Regions from separate parts of the Mus musculus genome. Here region 1 is linked to region 2. Evidence: chromatin contacts called from public HiChIP or PLAC-seq data. All regions are on one chromosome and are shown on one strand. The core of a region is the stretch at or near the end of the contact, and the rest is flanking DNA. Distances in the headings are between cores, read along the strand shown.

The links. HiChIP or PLAC-seq counts read pairs in DNA pulled down with a chosen protein or histone mark.
Region 1: an H3K4me3 HiChIP or PLAC-seq map of bone marrow-derived macrophages shows a contact between it and region 2, with 6 times the contacts expected there. The contact joins the enhancer-like site here to the promoter of Edem3 in region 2. A contact is called at or near these places in 2 of 39 promoter capture datasets (the C10 cell line and pre-B cells) and 1 of 115 datasets of contacts at active chromatin or transcription factors (bone marrow-derived macrophages).

Annotation. Positions count from the first base shown.
Region 1 is chr1:152,578,870-152,583,118 of GRCm38.p6, reverse strand. All of the region lies in intron 3 of Rgl1 (ral guanine nucleotide dissociation stimulator,-like 1), which reads left to right. Among named protein-coding and RNA genes, the nearest start is that of Gm51749, 41 kb to the right of the region's middle. Within about 2 kb of position 1,793, at least 27 of the 459 cell types and tissues checked have an H3K27ac peak or open chromatin away from gene starts, as enhancers often do. A contact at or near this core is called in bone marrow-derived macrophages, where this site is marked.
Region 2 is chr1:151,752,684-151,756,818 of GRCm38.p6, reverse strand. Edem3 (ER degradation enhancer, mannosidase alpha-like 3) reads right to left here and starts at 1,445. Exons shown (of 20, transcript NM_001039644.2): 1 at 1,092-1,445. The coding sequence starts at 1,252. It overlaps 2810414N06Rik (RIKEN cDNA 2810414N06 gene), which reads left to right and starts at 1,801. Exons shown (of 2, transcript NR_151475.1): 1 at 1,801-1,976.

The DNA.
Region 1 (4,249 bases), core at 544-3,043, 830 kb before region 2:
TAGGAACGATTTAGTCTCTGCCCTGAGGTAGTTCAAAGATGGATTCTGCTTGAGCTGGTGGCGCCTCAGCTCGGTGGCCCTTCACTTGGAGCTCTTCCCCATGACGCTAGCCTCTTAATTTCATATTCCTTTCCCTTAGGGGAACCCCTCAGATTGCAAAGGCCAGCTCCATTAGACTTAGACCCACTCCTCAGGACATTTTCCTGCAAAAGATAAGGCTGGCTTGCAAGTGCTAAGTCACCATACAAGGTGATAGAGGGTTCTAATATGTGCTGGTGGAGGAGTTCAGAGAAACAAATCCCATTTAGTTTGCTTTCTCTGCAGAAATGTAATCTTGTCTCTGTGTGTGCCAACCTCAACAGGAATATTTCTTTCCCACCTCATTTCTTACTCACGCTGAAATCTTGTGGCCCCGATTCAGTCTCCACCGAAATCCAACTGTAGAGTCTGTGAAATGCTGTGTTCCCAAATTGGTTGTTAGGATTTTTATGCCTGTAATAAAGAGGAAGCAATTTATTGTGCAGACTCACCTGTTCAGAAGATAACCATTGGAAATACCATTTTCACACCGTTAGGTTGTTAGGCTTGTTTGTGAGCCTCAGACAGAATCTTTCAGGTATTTCTTTTGGTGTCTTCAGTGGCGTGGGAAGAAGGTTGCGAGCCAATCGCAGTATGTGCTAACCCTGTAATGAGCAGACACGAATAGATTCCTGCAGATGCTGCAGTGCCCCTTTCCCACCGGAGTCTGGCTTGTGTGAAGTCAAGCTTTGATTTCCCTTAAGACTTCCAGTTGTGGCTTTCCCTGTATGGAACTGTTTACTTTCTGAGATTTCTTTTTAATCTGTTCATAGTTTTGTTTTTTCTTCTCCCTAGTATGGGTCTGTGGGATTGACAAGTAGGCAGTGTTGTGAAGTCATAGCTAATTCCATGTCGACTTTCTCCTTTGCTTATCCTTTATTGGGGTGATCAGTAACTCACAAGCTCCTGTTTGCAGTGACGTTTGCCATGGCCCAGACTTAGGTTTTCTCTGCTTCCTTTTAACTGAAGAGGAAGTTATTTAATTGGGGGCTGACTGTGTTGGACTTTGAGATTTTATTTTCTCTAATGTCGAGCATACATTTCACTCAGAGAAGTCTGTGAAAGACTTCGTCATTTAAAGAAGCAGGGGTGGGGGGTGGGGGGGGGGAGTAGATAGCACTGAACATGTCCAACCTCAGATGTTGGCAGAGCCCCCTTCAGCAAGTGGTCCTCAGTGAGAGCTGAGAACGACCCACAGAGGTGCAGACCCTGCTGTTTTCCAACAGTCTCGCCTTCTCTGATAACTAAGTTAGCAAATGCTAACAGGGAGAGCCAGGTCTCCAGAAACCTCGGGCAAGCCATTCCCAGGCTGCAGGTCAGAGTGCAAAGCATTAAGTTCTCCTGCATTGCAAGTGAATTCCCTCAGAGGACTCTTGGGAAGCTTAAAGGCCGAGGCCACCTATGAACTGATATAAGATGTTAGGTAACTCTGTCTGTGTCACAGAGACAAGGCGAATCGGTAGGTCTTTGAATGAATTTCCTTCCCGTATCAGCTTGCCATGTTTTCACAAACTTTGTCTCACACCATTTGTTTATTACAACTCTGTGCTCACAAATGGCTCAAAAAACATACAGTGGGCAAGCAGCAGAGGGGGGATCAAAGCTCAAAGCTACCCTGTGTGATTCAGACCCTCTTTCCCAGTGTGCCTGGCACCTCCCATGCTAACTCATAAAGAGAGGGCGACTGGGGAAGCCTTCTTAGTCATCTTCCTGGCTGCTTCCTCATTTCATTTTCCCTGGAAATGATATTTCACAAACTTGGGAAATCCACTACAGCAGTACTCTCGGTTGCCAGCTCAAGTTACTTATCAGCTGTTTAATGCAAAGTGCCTACGCACAAGGCACTGTGTGAAAATGGCGCCGAGCCTGCCATGGGTCCCACCGTCTTAAATATGTAATGTGTGCTGGTAGACAGGAACACTCGTCAAGACAACTTACACAAAGATACATATAATTAAAACTGCTGCGACCCTCATGCCCATAAGTCCAACACTCGGGAAGAGGAGGCAGGAGAATCACTGTGAGTATGAGGTTGGCCTAGGTTACAGAGTGGGACCCCATCTCAACCTCATCTTACGAAGATGTTTTAAATTTACTTGGGGGGTGTTTCCTTAGGCCAAAAATGTTTCCTGCTTTTGGAGTTTTAAGATGTTTTATGGAAAAAGCAACTTCTTTTTCTTTCAGTCATGAGACTTGTGTGTTAGGCAGGTACAGGGGTTGTGTGGAGCATAGGAATTAAAAAGAGATTTATTTCCAGTTTGTACTCTGCAGTACTTATAAGTATCACTCAGAATCTATGTGATAGAGGCTTAGATTCTAGTGAGGTACAGGGGTGGGAGGGGGGATACCCATGAGACATAGTGACAGGCCTCCAGATCATTTGGGACATGCCTTCACAGAGGACAGGGAGCCTCAGTTCCTCCCACTTCGCTCTTTCTCTTCCAAGCTATGAAGTAAGCAGGTTTGCTCTTCTATGCTGCCCACTGTGATGTGCTGCCCTGGCTCAGACAGGCAAAAACAACAGGGCTAACCAGGCATGGACCAAAATTGAATTTTATTCTCTTTGTAAATTGATTAGCTCAGGTATTTGTTCCAGTGAGAGAAAGCTGACCAACCGGCTGGCTAATACACATTCCTTCCTGGTTTTTAATCCTTTCAGAGTCTGGTTCTGTAGACATGCAACAGTAATATAAAATAACATGTTGGTTGTAAGGTCCTGTGTTTTGTTCCTTAGCCACACAATGGTACTGTGTAAGGTAACACTTTGGTTGTAGGGTCCTTTTTTGCTTTGACTTGCTAGTGAAGTGGAAATTTATAACTGGAGAATATGACTGGCATTCCTTTCTCTGTAGTGTTTGTGATGATCTGAAATTCCCACATTTACTTTGCATGTTTTTGGATGGCCCCACCTCTGAGAGGAGTGATGCTTGTGGCAGGAGTGGGGGACGGGTGTTAGGAACACTGCCTAACAAACATACGTTTTTCTTGTCTGTTGGAGTGTACTGGAAGATATCGCTGTGGATGCCACTCAGATTGTGAGCATATCTTCTGGGAGGATCTAACCTGCCTGCTGAATGTAATGTCCCATCTAGACAGTAAGGGCTAAGATACATACTCAGTGAAAAAGAAAAACCTGGCTGGGCGGTGGTGGCACATGCCTTTAGTCCCAGCACTCGGGACGCAGAGGCAGGTGGATTTCTGAGTTCGAGAACAGCCTGGTCTACAAAGTGAGCTCCAGGACAGCCAGGGCTTCACAGAGAAACCCTGTCTCGAAGTCCCCCCACCCCCAACCCCCTAAAAAAGAAAAACCTGTGCCCTTGGCAGCTTGGTAGTAGTGAATTTTGTAAAAAGCACATCATACAAATCCATTCTGTTTTCAAACGCCTCCTTAGAAGCAGCTGGCTAAGAATGTGTGAAACGCATGCAGTATATCCCAGATGACTTCACCTCACTTAAAAATAACCAAGTTTTCATTTAGTCCTGAAGTTAAACTATACACTTAACTTGTAGTCTTAGGTTCACGCTAGCGTGTGTCACCCAGAAAGACAGGTGATCCTTTGCTGTGTGTTCCTTCTGGAGGCGGCAAGGTGGCTAGTACCCTTTCTCTGTTCTTCCAGGTCCAGGGAAAGATGCGCTCAGCGGGAAAAGCTGTAGGGAGCAGGTACTGGAGTGGCTCAGGTGTAACCTTCTTAGTGCCAGTCCTGGCTTTCCTAACCTTCTGCTTGTCCTAAGAGTACGGAAGTTCAACTCTCATCCCTGATGTCAGAAGCTTTTCAAAATGAAGGTGTTGGTTTTGGTGACTGTTCAGCCGAGCTCCCACAGGACCAAGCAGAAAGAGGGCGACTCAAGTGCTCCTTCCTCTGATGCAGGAAGCCTGGGAGATTTAATGGCCTGCAGGCTTCTGGGTGCTCACGTTGCTGATTCAGTGCAAAACCTTTCAGGAAATCTCAACATCGCTTTGTTTCTTTGTTTCTTGTGCAGCTTAAAATACAGACATCCTGGATATCCTGATAGGGATGGCAGTTTCTTAGTAAATGATGGAAATTTCATTTTTAACTTTTTTTAAAATAGTAGATAAGTTTAAATATCTAGGTCTGGGTTTTGATAACTCCTTGGCAAAGTTAAAGCCTTTGGGTGTGTTTTGTCTTAGGAAGAAAAGGACAAGTTGAAG
Region 2 (4,135 bases), core at 196-2,695:
TAAGTTACCTGTTATTTTTTCCTGAGTTCAGGCAACTATTTTTTCTTATAAAATAATATGCTTTCTATTTATATATTAACCTACAACTTGCTTTAGTACAGAACTCTTTCTAAATGTATGACACCCCCCCCCAGCCTGTTCTGTTCTGTCAAAATGCACCCCTTTATACACTTATCTCTAATTGTGTCTTTACTTCTGTAGGATAGATTCTCCAGAGAAAGAAATGAATCAAAGAGCAAGCACAATTTAAAATTCTGGAGTTGGTGTCAATAAGTCACGTGGTTTACATCCCCACCAGTTTTCTCACCTCTTCACTAATCAGCAGTGCATTCTAGTGTTCTGTGCTAACCTACCAGACAAGCAAAACCCACCCACTTCACTGTTTTAATAAGCATCTTTCGCAGTCAACTCGCCGTGCTACTGACAGGCACACATTTCCTCTCCTCTCACTTAACTTCACGGTTTTGCCAAAATCCAGAGATTCTCCACTTCGTTCTTAGTCACTTGTGCCACTTCGGATGTATTCGAATTACTGGATTAAATGCTATAAATAGTGTTTTGGAACACTTTTAAGCCTCATAAAACTACTCTAAGGGGGTACACTTAATCGAGGCCTCTGAATAGCATCAAATCGCCTGCTCTAGCTCACAAGTGCCATTTAGGAAAGAAAACACAGCAAGGGGGATAGTGAAGTCTGAAAAGTTCAAGTTCCGGTGAACGCCCCTTTTCCTTTAACAGGTGTAAGCACCGCAACATTTTCCCGCTGGGAGCTCACTTGGGTGAGACATCCAACCCTGCCTCCGCCACCCAGGCGGTAGCCCCTCCACCAGCCCCTGACATGGCAGAGGCGCTGACACAACACTACATATGTCACAGGCTGCCCAGGAGACACTCGACAGCCCCCGAGGTCACATCCCGGGGATCAGCTCCCATCGTCCTGGACCCCGTCCACCGCACCGAGGTCCTCCAGCCTCACCAGCTGTTACAGTCACCACAGAAAAAGTCCACAGTGCGCCGGGGGCGCAATGACAGGCACCTCCACTGCTGGCAGCCGCGCGAGGAAACCCACCCGGACAGCCACGCACCCTTACCCAAGCTTCTGCTTCTCTTCCCTACTCATGGGCGCGGCCCCTGCCGTGCACACGGACGTGGCCAACACCAGACAGAGCGCGGCCGTCGCTGCCACCAGGCTCCATGACGCTCGCTGGGGGACCCGGCACCCACAGCCCCGGCAGCCGCCGGCTTTGCTCATGGCCCCGCGGTTCCGCGCACGCGCAGCTGCTACACCGGCACGGTGGGCCACATTGCGGGCTGCCGGCGGCGAGGAGGCTGCGAGCCGTGTCGAGGGCGGACTGTGGAGTGAGGCTGGCGGCCGCCGGCGCCAAACTGTTTGCCGAAGTCACCGAGCCGGTCCCCCAGCGCCAGCGCTGCCACCACCCTCCGCCCTCCACGGCTCGGAGCACCGCCCCCAGCTTTCCGGTGTCGTAGTCTAGGAAACCGCCTCTCCAAGGCTACTTCCGGGTAGAGCCGAAGTGAGATAGCCTCGGGACCAATGGAGACAGCCTCGGAGAGGGGCTGGCCGCAGCTACAGGACCTAGCATTGGCCCAGAGAAGCGGGACGTGGACAAAAGGCGGGACTGGGCAGGGAGCTGTCCCTTCGATCCACCTCCGACCCCAGGAGTTGCCACCTAGGAACTACTAGTCCCAAGGTGCACCGCTTCCTCCAGCTTGACTACAGACCTACGCGCAGGCGCCTTGCTAGATTTCTGCCTAGTAGCGCCCTGCGTTCTGGGACTTGTAGTCCTATTCTGTAAAGGCCACGCAGGTTCCAGGCGTTCTGTGTTCCGCAAGACCTTTGGCCAACCCTACCTCGTCGGTGGGCTGCCCAGTCCTTGAGACTCGTGAGTGCTTTGCCATTCTCTTCCTGAAGATTTTTTTTTTTTCCTGAGAGCTGACAGAATGAGACTTGCCCCCAGGTCGGTACCGAATGCCTGGGTGAACAGTGAAAATATTCTTCTGCCCTCGAGAAAATGACAACAAAACAAAACAAAACAAAAACTAGGAAATGAACAACAGCTAAATGACTCGAACCTTTGACGACCATGTGAGAGTTTTACTTTCATTAGCGCATATACACAACTCTAATATGTATATATCGTCCTTCTACTTTTGCACACGTAGCTTGAACTTTTGCACAAAGGCTTGGAAGAAGTTAGCAAACACTAATCTAACTCCTGAATTACTCCTCTAATTCAGTACCCCAGCAACTAAGCAGGACACTCAAAATGAAGGAGGCCAAGCAAAGCTAAGAACGTGATTAATAATAGTTATCTTAAAAGCCCATGAAGGAAAGAAGTGTACAATGCAAAAGTGATTTTTTTTTTTTAATTTAGTGAAGACTAGATGTTGTAATGAGTTGCAATGGCTGATTGGCAGGCTAACTGTGGGTAAAATGACAGGTGGGTTTCTCTTGCAAAAGCACATGTCTTTCTTTTGTGCCACTTCAGCAGGTGGCGGCAGAGTTGAGGAGCTTGGATGTGACCTCTGTGGCCACAGTAAATTTCGTATTTGTCCGTTCAGCAATATCGAGCTATCTGAAACCTCTTGCTTTTAATGCCTCACCACTTAAGTCTTATCTCTCTGACCATCCGGGTTACAAAATAACCTTTCTTCCTTCTCTCCTCTTTCAAAAACGCAGGTGTTTCCTGAAGGTTCTGTTTCGACTCCTTTGCTTCTTTGTACTCTCCGGGTTTCGCTTTAGTGATTTCTGACACGGATTAAGTCACCTTGTTGCTCGGATTGATTTCTAGATTTATATCTGTCCTGATCATTGGCCTTACATTCAATTTCCTTTCTGTCTGGTCCAAGAGAAACTCAAGTGTAAAATTATTTAATGCTTCAGACCTGTTTACTCACCCTCTTCTTTCCTAGTGTCCAACCAGTGGGTAAATCACCCAGATCCTTATCGCTACTATCTTTCAGACCATTGCCTTTCTAGTCCACATTTTCCTAGTTCCAGCTCTCATTATCTCTTTGCTGAACAGTTGCAACGTCCTAGTCTCCTCTACACTGCCACAGAGTAAGCTTCGATTTGCAAACCCTCTGAATTCCTCCTCCCTCTGCCTTCGATCTGCCCCTGCCCTCAAGTTCTATTCGACTACGAAGTAAATTCTCACACTCTTTTCCTTTCTTTATCTTTGCTCTTCTATCTCCTCTGTTATTCTGTAATCTTTGCCCCACGCCCACAAACCATTAAGACTTGGCTTAGATTCCATCACCACAAAACAGTTCTAAACCTTGCAGAAAGTGTTCAAACCACTCTCCTTCCTGTTCTTCCACAGTACTCTGTGTCTCTATTAGTGCATTTTTACATCCACTAGATTTTGATCGTTTGAGGGGTATTAACCAGCTTGTTTCTAAATAACCAGATTATTCTAAAAGGCCTAGTGCTGTGTCTCCCCCACTAGACATGTTCAAGAAGTGTTGATTTCTTATTCCTTCAGTTTCCTCACTATAAAGTGAGAATAATATGACCTTTCCCTGTAATCATATGAATACTGTACACATGAGCTCATTTCTGAATGATGTTTATCCCTTTTACAAACCTGCAATCCTGCATTGCTGCCATCCCGGATCCTTGTTGGCAGCCTTAATGACGAAGTTAGCTAAGTAAATAAATACCTTTGAGTTGGTGTGGATGTGGCATAGAGAACAGGACAAGCCAAAGTTCAACACCAATCAGCTAGTATTTGAAAACGAAGAACAAAGACAGTAGAAAAATACCTAATGACTTTCAGATGTATTTTCAAGTCAGTTATTTGAAGGAACTTATTGGCAATAACTAGGTTGATTTTAATATTATGATCGTTATCATTATTACTATTTATTATTAGACTTCTTGATGTTCTAATCATAAAGACTTCTGAGTCTTTGGGTCTCAATAAGACAGTAGTGATCTTGTTAAAGAAACAACGAACTGAAAAGGAAGTCCTGGCCTCAGTGTTTATCTTTCTGCATTTTTGCTTGTCTCCCAGCTAACACTGAAGTTTTAAAGGCTGTCATAAGTAGGCAGGACACCTTCCTTGTTGACTCCCTGAATAATAAGCGTCTTTTCCTCCCCACTGTGATTCAACTT